Linked DNA regions of Mus musculus: all the other regions are linked to region 3. A link is a contact called in public Hi-C and promoter capture Hi-C data. All regions are on one chromosome and are shown on one strand. Each heading gives the region's core, a stretch centred on a gene start, on an enhancer-like site or on the middle of the called end of the contact. The rest is flanking DNA. Distances are from core to core; before and after follow the strand shown.

Evidence for each region. Promoter capture Hi-C pulls out the DNA fragments that hold promoters and counts their contacts. A called contact is a pair of places that touch in the nucleus more often than the background predicts.
Region 1: a contact with region 3 is called in a promoter capture Hi-C map of cranial neural crest. The contact joins the promoter of Wdr27 here to the promoter of 6330415G19Rik in region 3. A contact is called at or near these places in 3 of 39 promoter capture datasets (cranial neural crest, maxillary cranial neural crest and pre-B cells).
Region 2: a Hi-C map of B cells shows a contact between it and region 3, with 6 read pairs. The contact joins the promoter of Lnpep here to the promoter of 6330415G19Rik in region 3. A contact is called at or near these places in 2 of 39 promoter capture datasets (cranial neural crest and pre-B cells) and 1 of 484 Hi-C or Micro-C datasets (B cells).
Region 4: a Hi-C map of rod photoreceptor shows a contact between it and region 3, with 6 times the contacts expected there. The contact joins the promoter of Spaca6 here to the promoter of 6330415G19Rik in region 3. A contact is called at or near these places in 4 of 39 promoter capture datasets (cranial neural crest, frontonasal cranial neural crest, maxillary cranial neural crest and 1 more) and 1 of 484 Hi-C or Micro-C datasets (rod photoreceptor).

Annotation. Positions count from the first base shown.
Region 1 is chr17:14,941,724-14,944,423 of GRCm38.p6, forward strand. Wdr27 (WD repeat domain 27) reads right to left here and starts at 1,401. Exons shown (of 25, transcript NM_175173.3): 1 at 1,374-1,401. 1600012H06Rik (RIKEN cDNA 1600012H06 gene) reads left to right here and starts at 1,461. Exons shown (of 2, transcript NM_026451.2): 1 at 1,461-1,596; 2 at 1,844-2,700. The coding sequence starts at 1,890. The coding sequence ends at 2,447.
Region 2 is chr17:17,623,140-17,625,922 of GRCm38.p6, forward strand. It overlaps Lnpep (leucyl/cystinyl aminopeptidase), which reads right to left and starts at 1,350. Exons shown (of 18, transcript NM_172827.3): 1 at 1,255-1,350. The coding sequence starts at 1,273.
Region 3 is chr17:23,549,272-23,552,182 of GRCm38.p6, forward strand. 6330415G19Rik (RIKEN cDNA 6330415G19 gene) reads left to right here and starts at 1,528. Exons shown (of 2, transcript NR_126484.1): 1 at 1,528-1,629. n-TRccg2 (a tRNA gene) reads right to left here and starts at 1,064; the gene lies at 992-1,064. It also overlaps the pseudogene Casp16.
Region 4 is chr17:17,829,642-17,832,341 of GRCm38.p6, forward strand. Spaca6 (sperm acrosome associated 6) reads left to right here and starts at 1,334. Exons shown (of 9, transcript NM_001162909.1): 1 at 1,334-1,621; 2 at 2,418-2,498. The coding sequence starts at 1,363. Mir99b (microRNA 99b) reads left to right here and starts at 547; the gene lies at 547-616. It overlaps Mirlet7e (microRNA let7e), which reads left to right and starts at 711; the gene lies at 711-803. Mir125a (microRNA 125a) reads left to right here and starts at 1,171; the gene lies at 1,171-1,238.

The DNA.
Region 1 (2,700 bases), core at 151-2,650, 8.6 Mb before region 3:
GTCTCCCACAAATATTCCATATTGAACTCTGTCTTCCAAGGTGATGATGGTCTTAAGGCTCAGAGGGACAATGGGAGGTAATCTCGGTCTTGAATGTGGAACCTCCTTGATGCGATTGGTGTTCTTGTAAAATGAGACAAAGAACTTCTTGCCTTTCCACCCATTTATAAACCAGGAAAAGTCTCCAGACATGAAATCTAGTCTTAAGAACTGTGTGCATGCTTTCTCCTCCAGCCAAGCAAGATGCCTAAAGGAAAGACAGCCAAGGGAAGAAGGTGACCCTGAGCATCGCCGGTGTCAAGGACCAGGAGGCCAAAAAAGTGGTCAATCCTTAGTTTGAGAAAAGGCCCACGAATTTCGCCATTTGGGAAGGACATCCAGCCCAAAAGAGATCTTACACGCTTCATCAAATGGCCCCGCTACATCATGCTGCAGCGGCAAAGAGCCATCCTCTACAAGCGGCTCAAAGTCCCTCCTGCCATTAACCAGTTCACCCAGGCCCTGGACAGGCAAACAGCTTGCCCACAAGTACAGGCCAGAGACAACGCAAAAGAAGCAAAGGCTACTGGCCCCTGCTGAGAAGAAAGCTGCTGGCAAAGGCGACGTCCCAACTAAGAGACCACCTGTCCATTGAGCAGGAGTCAATATAGTCACCACCTTGGTGGAGAACAAGAAGGCTCAGCTGGTGGTGATTGCCCATGATGTAGACCCCATTGAGCTGGTGGTTTTCCTGCTTGTCCTGCCCAGGTTGGGGCGCCTGGTCCACAGGAAGAAATGCACCACTGTTGCCTTCACATAGGTTAACCCGGAAGACAAGGGTGCTCTGGCTAAGCTGGTGGAAGCTATTAGGATCAATTGTAATCACAGATATAACGAGATCCGTCGCCACTGAGGAGGCAACGTGCTGGGCCCTAAGTCTGTGGCTCGCGTTGCCAAGCTGGAAAAAGCAAAGGCTAAAGAACTCGCCACTAAACTTGATTAAATGTACACTAAGTTTTCTAATTACTAAATTACTTCCCAAAAAAATGTGGGGGGTGGGGTGATGGCAATTGTGGGCTTGGGGGGGGGGGAGGAATCATTTCTTACTAGTAGTTCTCATGTTGAAATTTATATTTCCCTTCTGTCATGGTTTAAGACAAATCCAAAAGTGTCCCTCCCGGTGCTGCCCGCACTCAGGGGCTTGTGCTGCAGGGCTTAGGGAGGCCACTCACGCGCGGCTCTGGGGGCGCGGGAGGAGAAGGCTGGACCGGGCGCGGCTCGGCCCTCCGCCATCCGGGAGCAGGCTTCCCAGTCATCCCCTCAAGGGAGCTTGTCGCAAGCTGCAATCCCTGGCAGCCTCACCGACCGTCCAGCCCACTTTCCCCGGAACTCACCGACCACGCCAGCCGCGTCGCTATGGTTACGGGGGAAAGCTGCTCTATTCTCGCGAGAGCCTGGCGTTACCTCACTTCCGGTCCCTTAGGCCGGAGTTGGTTCCCAAAAGCCCTCGCTTCCGGAGTACCACACTTCCGGGCGCGGCCTCTTTTCCGCCAGCTGGGGCGAGTTCCAGGCTGAGCCCGGGTGCTGCGGGTGCTGCGTGGCCTGCGGGGCGTGGCGGTGAGTTCGGGGTTGGCGACCTCGCTATTCTCCAGACACCTGCGCCCCCAGGGGCCTGTCCTAAGGTCCCTCTTACCGCTTCCCTCTTCCCACCCGCCTCCTCTGCTCCTCCCTCTCTGCTGTTCCCTACTCTTTATCCCTTCTCTCCTTCCCCTTCCCCACCGTCGGTTCCCGGGACCCAGGTGCACGAATCTTGGTCTGCGTGGACGAGCACCTCGGGTCACGCCTGTCACCCGTACCTTCCCAGCACAGCGACTGCAGATGAGGGAGTCCCCGAGTTGAGTGCCCCAGCGATGGCTACTCCCTGGAGGCGCGCCCTGTTGATGATCCTGGCGTCCCAGGTGGTGACCCTGGTAAAATGTTTGGAAGACGACGACGTCCCGGAGGAGTGGCTCCTTCTGCACGTGGTCCAGGGCCAAATAGGAGCCGGGAATTACAGCTACTTGCGGTTGAACCATGAGGGTAAAATTATTCTCAGGATGCAGAGCCTGAGAGGGGATGCGGACCTGTACGTGTCGGACAGCACTCCGCACCCGAGCTTCGACGACTATGAGCTGCAGTCTGTCACTTGCGGCCAGGATGTGGTCTCTATACCGGCACACTTCCAGCGACCGGTCGGGATAGGAATTTATGGACACCCCTCTCACCATGAGAGCGACTTTGAGATGAGGGTATACTATGACAGAACTGTGGATCAGTACCCATTCGGAGAGGCTGCCTATTTCACTGACCCAACAGGAGCCAGTCAGCAGCAGGCTTACGCTCCAGAAGAGGCAGCCCAAGAGGAGGAATCAGTTCTCTGGACGATATTGATTAGCATTTTGAAACTGGTGCTTGAAATTCTCTTCTGATCCCTTGAATATGCTGGAGCACAAACCCTTATTTTCACAGAGCGATTACAGTTTGCTGCGAACCTAGCTACTTGACCTGGTGAAACTCTGGTTACTTTTTTCTAGACTAGGATGGAAAAATAAAGCCATACAGTTTTGTTACCTCAGTTTACTCCCCAAGCAGGAAAAGCAGCAAGCACAATATTTTAGAGATTAAAATTCCTATAAAAAGGAGTCTGCTCAATAAAATGTTTAAATGCATTTTGGTTAGTCA
Region 2 (2,783 bases), core at 100-2,599, 5.9 Mb before region 3:
TCAAATCTTCCTTAATTCTCTGAGTAAGTTTACCAGACTATTCTTAGAAACTTGGTAATTACAAATAGAACACATATGAGAAAGAAATTTGGAGTTAAAGCTGTCATTACTAAGCCTAATTAAACACTGCAGACAGAAAGATGGCAGGAGAATAAAGCATCCCGAATTAGGGAAAAGGAGAACATAATGAGTAGGTCACAGCTCCAGCGATGTGGTAAACAATGTTAAAGAACACAACAAAGTCCAGCCTAGGCATTAGAGTGGATAGAGTGGGTGTCCCCTCCCCCTTCCCAGTTCCTTAAGTGGCATGCGACCCCCCTCCCAACAATAATATGCTTCTCTCCCATTAATCTGACTTTCTACCTACCTGAAGTAACCAACCACACTGGAAACACATGCCAAGTAGAAAGTGGATCCTCTAATCTCATTAAGCCCTACCCTTTATTAGCAGTTTTCCTACTTTCCATCCTAAAGTGGAATCCATATATTTAAACACCATAAAATGGTGAGACATCATCTCACCTCTATATTGAGACTCAAGCACTACAAGCCCAGACAAAAGCCATGAAGTAAAGGGCCGTGGCTATTTTCTGGACACAGACTGCTTTGACTTTCACACACACACACCCATGCCACCTTATGATATAAGCCCAACAAGGGCCATTGATATTCAATGGATCTCTAACTAGAAGATCAAACATCACTAGCTGGTAAAAAGAAGTTTGGTCGACCTGCGGAGCAGCGGTAGGCAGACGGGTGGCAATGCGGGGCGGCATCTTCGCCACACCGAGCAGTACTAGCCAGCCCCCGGTAAGTTTCCTTCCCTGCAGTGCACTAAATCACGCTGCCAGCCGCGGCCCCACCCCGCCCTGTTACGGAAAGGCATGCGGACAGCTCGGTGAAGGACGGGCGGACAGCTCCAGGCTCCCCGCACGAGTAGGCTTTCGCCGGGGCCGCAGCTTCTCCTGGCCGCGGCCGCTTCCCCCAGGACCAACGCCGTTGCCAACTTTGCCGCCGCCCCCTCCACCGCGCAAGCATCCCAAACTTTGCCGACTACCTCACCTGGAGGTTCGGGGCTGGCCCCCGGGAGAGGGCTGACCTTCACGCCTGCCCCAGCCGACCCTGGCCCCTCTGCCGCCCCCCGGCCCGCCTGGGAAACCCTTGGCAGGGATGCCTGCAGCCTGACCCCCTTGCCACATCTGACCCTCTGGACCCTGAGAGCCCGGGAATCCGCGACTCGGGCTAGCCACTCACCATTGGTAAAGGACTCCATCTTCGCCCCGCCGCGGGTCCTTACCAGCCCAGCGCCCCAAGCTTCCTACTCCGAGAGCCGAAGCGGTCCTGACGACTGAGCATGCCCAGCAAAGGCCTCCGAGGGCTGCCGGGGAGGTGCGGCGAGGGGCGGCGCCGCTCCGCCGCACGGCAACAACACCTTCGTTCCGGGTTTTCGCAACTGCTGCAAAAGACCCACTGAGGCGTGGACGCTAAGCATCGCTCAACCCTAGGCCCACTCCGCCCAGGGGCGGCGGGGAGGAGCGCAGTGCTGGGGCGGGGCTTAGAGCCCCACCCCCGGAGCTCACTTCTAGCCGCCGCGCTGTCTGTGCCGCAGAGCTGTAGTACCCCGGTTCAGACAACTGGTACACCTACTACTGCATCCGGCCGTGTTTCGGGTGCGGCCACCCCAGTACTGAGCCCGGAAATGCGGCCGGTGATGCTGTCGCCAGAGGGGTTGTCGCCCTTCGCGTTCTGAAAGCAAGACAAGGCCCAGGGTGGGTCGGCCTCTACGCTGGGCTAGCCCGGGGCGGCGCTCTTCTTAACCGCCGGAGCAAGCCCTGCGGCGGTGGTCGGCCCGACTTCCCTCCTTTAGCAGAACGCCCTGCAGCAGCTGCTGCTGCAGCAAAGCCGGAGGCCAGAGGAAGGGAGGGGCCCGGGAGTCGATCGGTGCCCTTTGCTTAGGGCTGGGCTTAGAACTGCGAGCAGATCTCAAAACCCGGAGCGGGGTGTAGGAGAACGGACCGTGCGCGCAGAGGTTGTGTGCAGAGAGGCCCGCCTGCCTAGTCCTGTCCTTACTCGACACCAGCAGTTGGCTGCTCCCAGCCTTCAGGGTACACGGCCTGATTCCGCGGGGCTAGACCGGAGGGAGCCAAGTTCCCCCTTCCCCTAGTACTCGCGCCTTTGCCTCGGGCCCCATTGTTTCCGGTGCCAAATCGGGGCGGTCCCCGGCAGCCTACGAGACACGTAGAGACCGCGTTAGCTCCTGCTAGCTCCTGTTTCTCCAACTGCCGGAAGTCAACACCCCGCGAAGAGGCTCCCCCATCCCTCCCAACCGCAGCCACAGCTCCTCTTTCCTCCCCACTCACTGCTTCGTCCCCTGCGGCGACTTGGCTAGGCCTTGGCCTCACTGCGCGAGCCAACTGTCACACACTCCTCCTCCCAGGCTGTCAACCCGTGCAAACAAAATCTAAACCTGTACAAATATCCTGGGCGAAAGAGGAGAAAGGGATGATGTTCGATCGATAAGGAAATTCTACGTTCAAAGAAGTAAACCCGAAGTGCAGTGTTTTTAAGAGGTCGATTGTATTACATCCACTACGTTCCACTCCTGTTTTACAACGCCCTGTGAAAACCAACTGTACTTGGAGTAACCACTAAACTCCTTACCTAACTCTGGGACCTCATTAACATTCTCGCCCTTTAATGGCCCCGAAGCTTTCATAAGGCTCCTAGAAGTTGGCGCGATTTATTCAGCATCGTTAACCGTACCTTTACTTATTTTTTTTTAA
Region 3 (2,911 bases), core at 278-2,777:
ACTTGGTAGGGACAGGTCTTCATGCTTTCTCTTTATAGAGTATACAACTGGCCTATATATTTTACTTGATACCCACCCCCCTCAAAAAAATTAAAGTAAATTAAACAACAACAGCAACAACTAAACAGCACAGTCGGAAGAACCTGAGGTCGAGTTTTGGCTTGAGGCTTGTGGGTTCCGGCCCAGTTGCGTTATCCTCGTGTCCTTTTGACTCTCCTTTATCTCATGTGTGTGTCTGATATAACATATTTGCAAGCTTTATTAAGCCACTGTAACATTAAAGAGAAAATTATTCTGCACAAGGCTCTGTCACGTGAGCTGGTACCCCGCCCTCCCATTCTGTGGTTCTCCTGGGAGTTGTAGGGATGACAACGGTTCCACTTAGACCGAATCCCTTAAATAGAGATATCCCACACACACACACCAGGTTAAATGTCAACTCAATCTGGGACATATTCTTGCTATTTAAAAATTTATATTTACACTGGACCTGTAAGGAGACGCCTCTGTTGTTGTTGAGACAGGATCTCATGTAGCCCAGTGGCTTTTAATTCCCCTGCCTCCGCCTCCTAAATACCGGCATTACAGGTGTGCCTGGACATTGTAAGAAATCTAATTTTCTTACTGTTTCATGGATTTTAAAGCTGTGGACATATAAACCGAATTTACTGCTTTAGTTATTTTCAAGTGTTCAGTTCAGTGACAATTGCATTCACCCAGATAGCCTACTGAGTTTTTTATTTTAATCAAATGTCTTTAACGTTCCCTTGGGACACCTCCCACCCACCACGTAAGCAATCCAATCTAGCATCTATTCGGTTCCTTTCCTTGGCACTAATTCGAGCTGCTCGTAGTCTGTCTTGAGATAATAACTTCACCTACTTAATACAAACATGCTGGTCTTCCTTCCGGGGTACCAGACAAGAGTTTGAAAAGCAAATTTGAGAATGGGAAATTTTAAGGTAGGTTTTTAAAAAGCAAATGCACGCAGCGACCACGAAGGGACTCGAACCCCCAATCTTCTGATCCGGAATCAGACGCCTTATCCATTAGGCCACGCGGCCCTACACTGACTCAGGCCTTAGCTCTCTCCATAAGACTTATTCAAGCGCCTACTGCGCATGCTTAAACCAAAGAAAAATCCTACCTATTGAGCCAATCTATTTAGTGACAGTCTCAAAGGAGCCTCCACAAGTTTGAACCGATATAATCAGACTCCTGAGCAGTCAGTCAGCAGAAGCCCTTCCGGATCCTAGAGGCTCGTCTTTCAGATCTCCTCCATTGGCTGGCCCTCAACTCAAGACCAGGGACAACCCACATGAACTTGCCCTATCACGTCACTGAAGTATCCACAATTGTCTTTTCCAGTCTCCAGACCCGTGCTGGCTCGCCTCTCTGGCAACTCCATGGCCCCAGCGCCATGTGGAGATTGAGACCGCCCGCATCAGGGACTCAGCGAGGCGAGAGTTATAGTTCCGGAGATGATCCTTCCCAGAACTTCTTTCTCCCTAAGCCTCTCCCAGCATATCCAGGTCAGCCTTGTGAGGTTCCGTAGTCCCAGACAGGAAGCACAGACCCGATTCAACCTCTGGTTCCCGAGAGCACAGTCGATCCCCTATCTACTACCAGGTAACTTTCCCCATTATCTCACGTATTTCAGAAAGAGCATACATTTTCCGGAGCACGCCGATCATGAACACATACATATTTATTGGCGCTATGTGAGCTCCCACGCCCAAACTGCTGCATCGATGACAGGGTGTGAAGAGGGGATGTAGGGGAAGTGGTGAGGTTGCTCGTCCTATAAACAGAGCCGGCGCCTGAGCAAGCTGCGGATCTCCAGGCAGGCTTTGCACAGCTCATCACTGTCTGGCCCCAGGACGTCCAGCTCACACACCCGCCTGTTGACCCTGTTGACACTCAGCTAGGCCCTGAGGGGCTCAGTCCATCACACCCACTGCAGTCATTGTCTGCTGGAGGGGTTTTTGCGGAGAGGTCGATACTTTCTGAAATAGTCTATGAATCCTAGGCTGGTCTCAGTCTCTGGTCCTGCCACTACCTCCCAGCTACAGGCATGCTCCTCAATGACCGACTCTTGTGTCTGTTGTTCTGTAAGCCTAAAATTTCAAGTGCTACCTAATCATCTTTGAGCCTAATACTAACCCAGCAGTTTTACATGAGCTCCTTGCTCTCAACCAAAAAGTCCCCCACCCAAAGGGAAAGGCTCCCCACCCCATATATATAATCATATAATCAGCCAGACCAGCATTGCCCACCCTGACCTCAACACAAGAAGAGGACCTCCCTATTAGCCTGCAAAACTGTACAAATGAACTGACCCTATTCTGTAACAACCCAGTGGCACCTCCCTTCCTGCACCCCCTGCTGGCTCCTTCTACTTCCCAGTATACCCCCCACCTCAGTCCCCTCCTCCCAATGGCTTCTGGTGTCCTCCTCTCCTGAACTTTATTTAGTGTATGTAATAGCTGCTGCTGAGTTTGTCTGACCAATGTGCCCTGTATTTGAGCATCTCTTGATGTGAGGGCAAGAGGGAGGGAGGGAGGGAGGGAGGGAGGGAGGGAGGGAGGGAGGGAGGGAGGGAGGGAGAGAGAGAGAGAGAGAGAGAGAGAGAGCCTTCTCCTTGCTTCTCCTTTCCCTGGGTTAAGTGGAAGGTAATGAGAACACTCCCACAGATCCAGCCCCTCTTTCTCCCCTCCTAACCCCGTTCCTCACACCTCAGTCAGCAGCTCAAGGAGATCTCTTCCAGGGTTGGCTCTGATGACCTCCACCAGTGTCTGGACAAAGTCCGAGCCCTTTTCATCCCGATAAGCCACACAGCCTAGGTGAGGGGATGGGGTCAGAGTCAACCTTGGGCTGACATCCCAACCTTCAGTGGCCTATTGTGGGTGGA
Region 4 (2,700 bases), core at 84-2,583, 5.7 Mb before region 3:
TGACCATAGCTATCACCCCAAAGGTTGAGAATGGTTTTGGAAAAGATAGGATTATTCCATGAGACCCATGAGGACTTCTGATACTCAGAAGGCCTTTAACTCAGGCCTGGGATATGAAACCTTTAGGGGTTACAGAAGGGGCTCAGATTGCCAAGACAAACGGGGATACATCCTTTCTGCAGTGCAGAAGTCAGGTCTCTAACCAGATTGTCTTCTCTAAGGGATGTGCCTGGTTGGACCCTGAGTCTGCCGGGGAGGGCTATGGGGTGGAGGAGAACTGTGAGGGTTAGGGACTGAGTCCCTGGGTCTGGACTGAGGAGAATTGAGTGCAAGGCGGCAGGGTCTGCTTCCCTGGATCTGTGGGAGGGAGGGCTGTGACCACTACCCCTTAGTCTAAGGGAGGAAGCTTTGGGACTGAGGGAGGAGGGCTGAGGTCTGGATCTCTGGCCTTGAAAGAGGGGGGCTGGGGCTTAGATTTTGGGGCTGGGACTGAATTCCTGGGTTCCTTGGGGAGGAGGGGGCCGGGGGCCCGGACTCCTGGGTCCTGGCACCCACCCGTAGAACCGACCTTGCGGGGCCTTCGCCGCACACAAGCTCGTGTCTGTGGGTCCGTGTCGGGGGCTCACCATCGCGGCTGGGACCTCCCCGGCCCTCCCCACCCTCCCTACTTCTGGTCTCCCATCAATCCATCTGTCAATCTGCCCACCTGCCGCGCCCCCCGGGCTGAGGTAGGAGGTTGTATAGTTGAGGAAGACACCCGAGGAGATCACTATACGGCCTCCTAGCTTTCCCCAGGCTGCGCCCTGCACTGGAAGGGGCCGGCGGGGACCCCAGGTCCACACCATTGCCCAAGAGTTCTTGATAGGAGCTGGGGTGTCTTCTCTGTTCACATTCTATCCTATCCCTTTTCTTTGCAGTCTCTATGCCATCTTGAGATTTTCGAATTTTCTGTCTCTGTCTCTTATGCCAATGTCTCTAGGGTTCTAGAAGCTTCTGTTTCTCTAGTGCTGTGAATGTATCTCTGTGACACTGGGTTTCTGAGCTTTTTGAGGCATCTCCTGGTTCCTTTCTATCTTCTGGGGCTTAGGGTATCTGTTTCTGTCTCGCTTCCCCGTTCCCACCTCTGGGGAAAAGGGTTTTTCTGGTCCACCATAGCTACACTGCCGGCCTCTGGGTCCCTGAGACCCTTTAACCTGTGAGGACGTCCAGGGTCACAGGTGAGGTTCTTGGGAGCCTGGCGCCTGGCCCAGCCACAAATTTAGGGATTTCAGGTGACCCCTGGCAACCTTCCTCTAGCTGGAGCCTGATGCTTGACCATCATTTGAAACTCAATCTCTGATCACAGGCTCCCCCTCCCCCACAATGACCTCACAAAGGTCACTATCTTCTCCTCAGACCCGGAGACCCTCTGTTATGGGTCTTATTTCCTTAGTAGGGAGCATTGTCCTGTTGTTCCTGCTGATCTTCAGGGCATCCACGTGGGCCTGTCTCTTCTGCTTCACTACCTATGAGGAACGCCTCCGTGTCTGCCAGCTGTTTGTGGGCAGAGAGGAAACCAAGATAAACCTGTGCAGAAATGAGCTTGAAGGGGCTTTTGAAGATCTCAAAGACATGAAAATCAGTGAGGAGCCCCTCCTTCCTGAACCAGGGCCCTGGGGAGGGGAAGGAGATTCCTTGAGCTACTCCAAGAAGAAAAGCCAAGTACAGGATCATGACATAGACACAGAGAAGAGAGACAGGTGGAAACAATGGAAGGAAACAGGTCCAGAGTGGGGTGGAGACAGACAAAACAGTGCCTCAGAGAGAGTCTAAAGACAGTAAGGGAAAGAGATGGAAAAGTAGAAGCATTGCTCAGAGAGAGGATATGGATTGGGAACACAGATGAGTGGGGAGATTAGAGACCTGGAGAGAGGGACAGAGAGCTAGGAATCAATCCAGAGAGATGAGAGACACACAGAGAGTAAGGTACATAGAGATAAGACAGGAACAGAGTCCCAAAGTGAGGGACATAGGTATAGATACAGAGAGTAGTTTCAGGAAGAATAGAGAGACAGTGATCTAGAGATAGGTGGGACAGAGACCAATGGGGTTGGAGTAAAGATGTAGATGAGGAAGCAGATCCAGGGTACCAGGTAACAGGCCTAGAGAGAGAGAGATTAGATGGATGGAGAGATACCAAGATTGAAGGTTTAGGTTAGGGTTAGGGAAACACACACACACACACACACACACACACACACACACACAGAGAGAGAGAGAGAGAGAGAGAGAGAGAGCTCTAGGTGGGGCACATAGAACAATAGACTGGGGCTATAGAATCTGGGATGATCACAGGGCTTGGAGATATTCAGCCATGAGTGGGACATAGAGAACACCATGGAACCAGGTTTGTGCCATGGTGTCTCATCTACCTTCAGACTATGATGAGAGGAGCTACCTGCATGATGAATTTACACAGATGACAGTTTCTCTTCAGGAGAAGGCTGCTAGACGACGGGGTGAGTGTTTTATGGGCATAAGTGGTGGGGAAAGTCATCTTGAGGAAGTGACCCTGGGAACCTGTCTGAGTTAGGTTATTTGTTGAGGAAACTCCAGAGATGAGGGGAGTCAAAGATGGCAAGGAACTGAGGGAAGTAAATAAGTCACAGGGAGTCTGAAGCTTTTGTGGGGTCAAGTACATGTGACCTATCTGGGATTCTC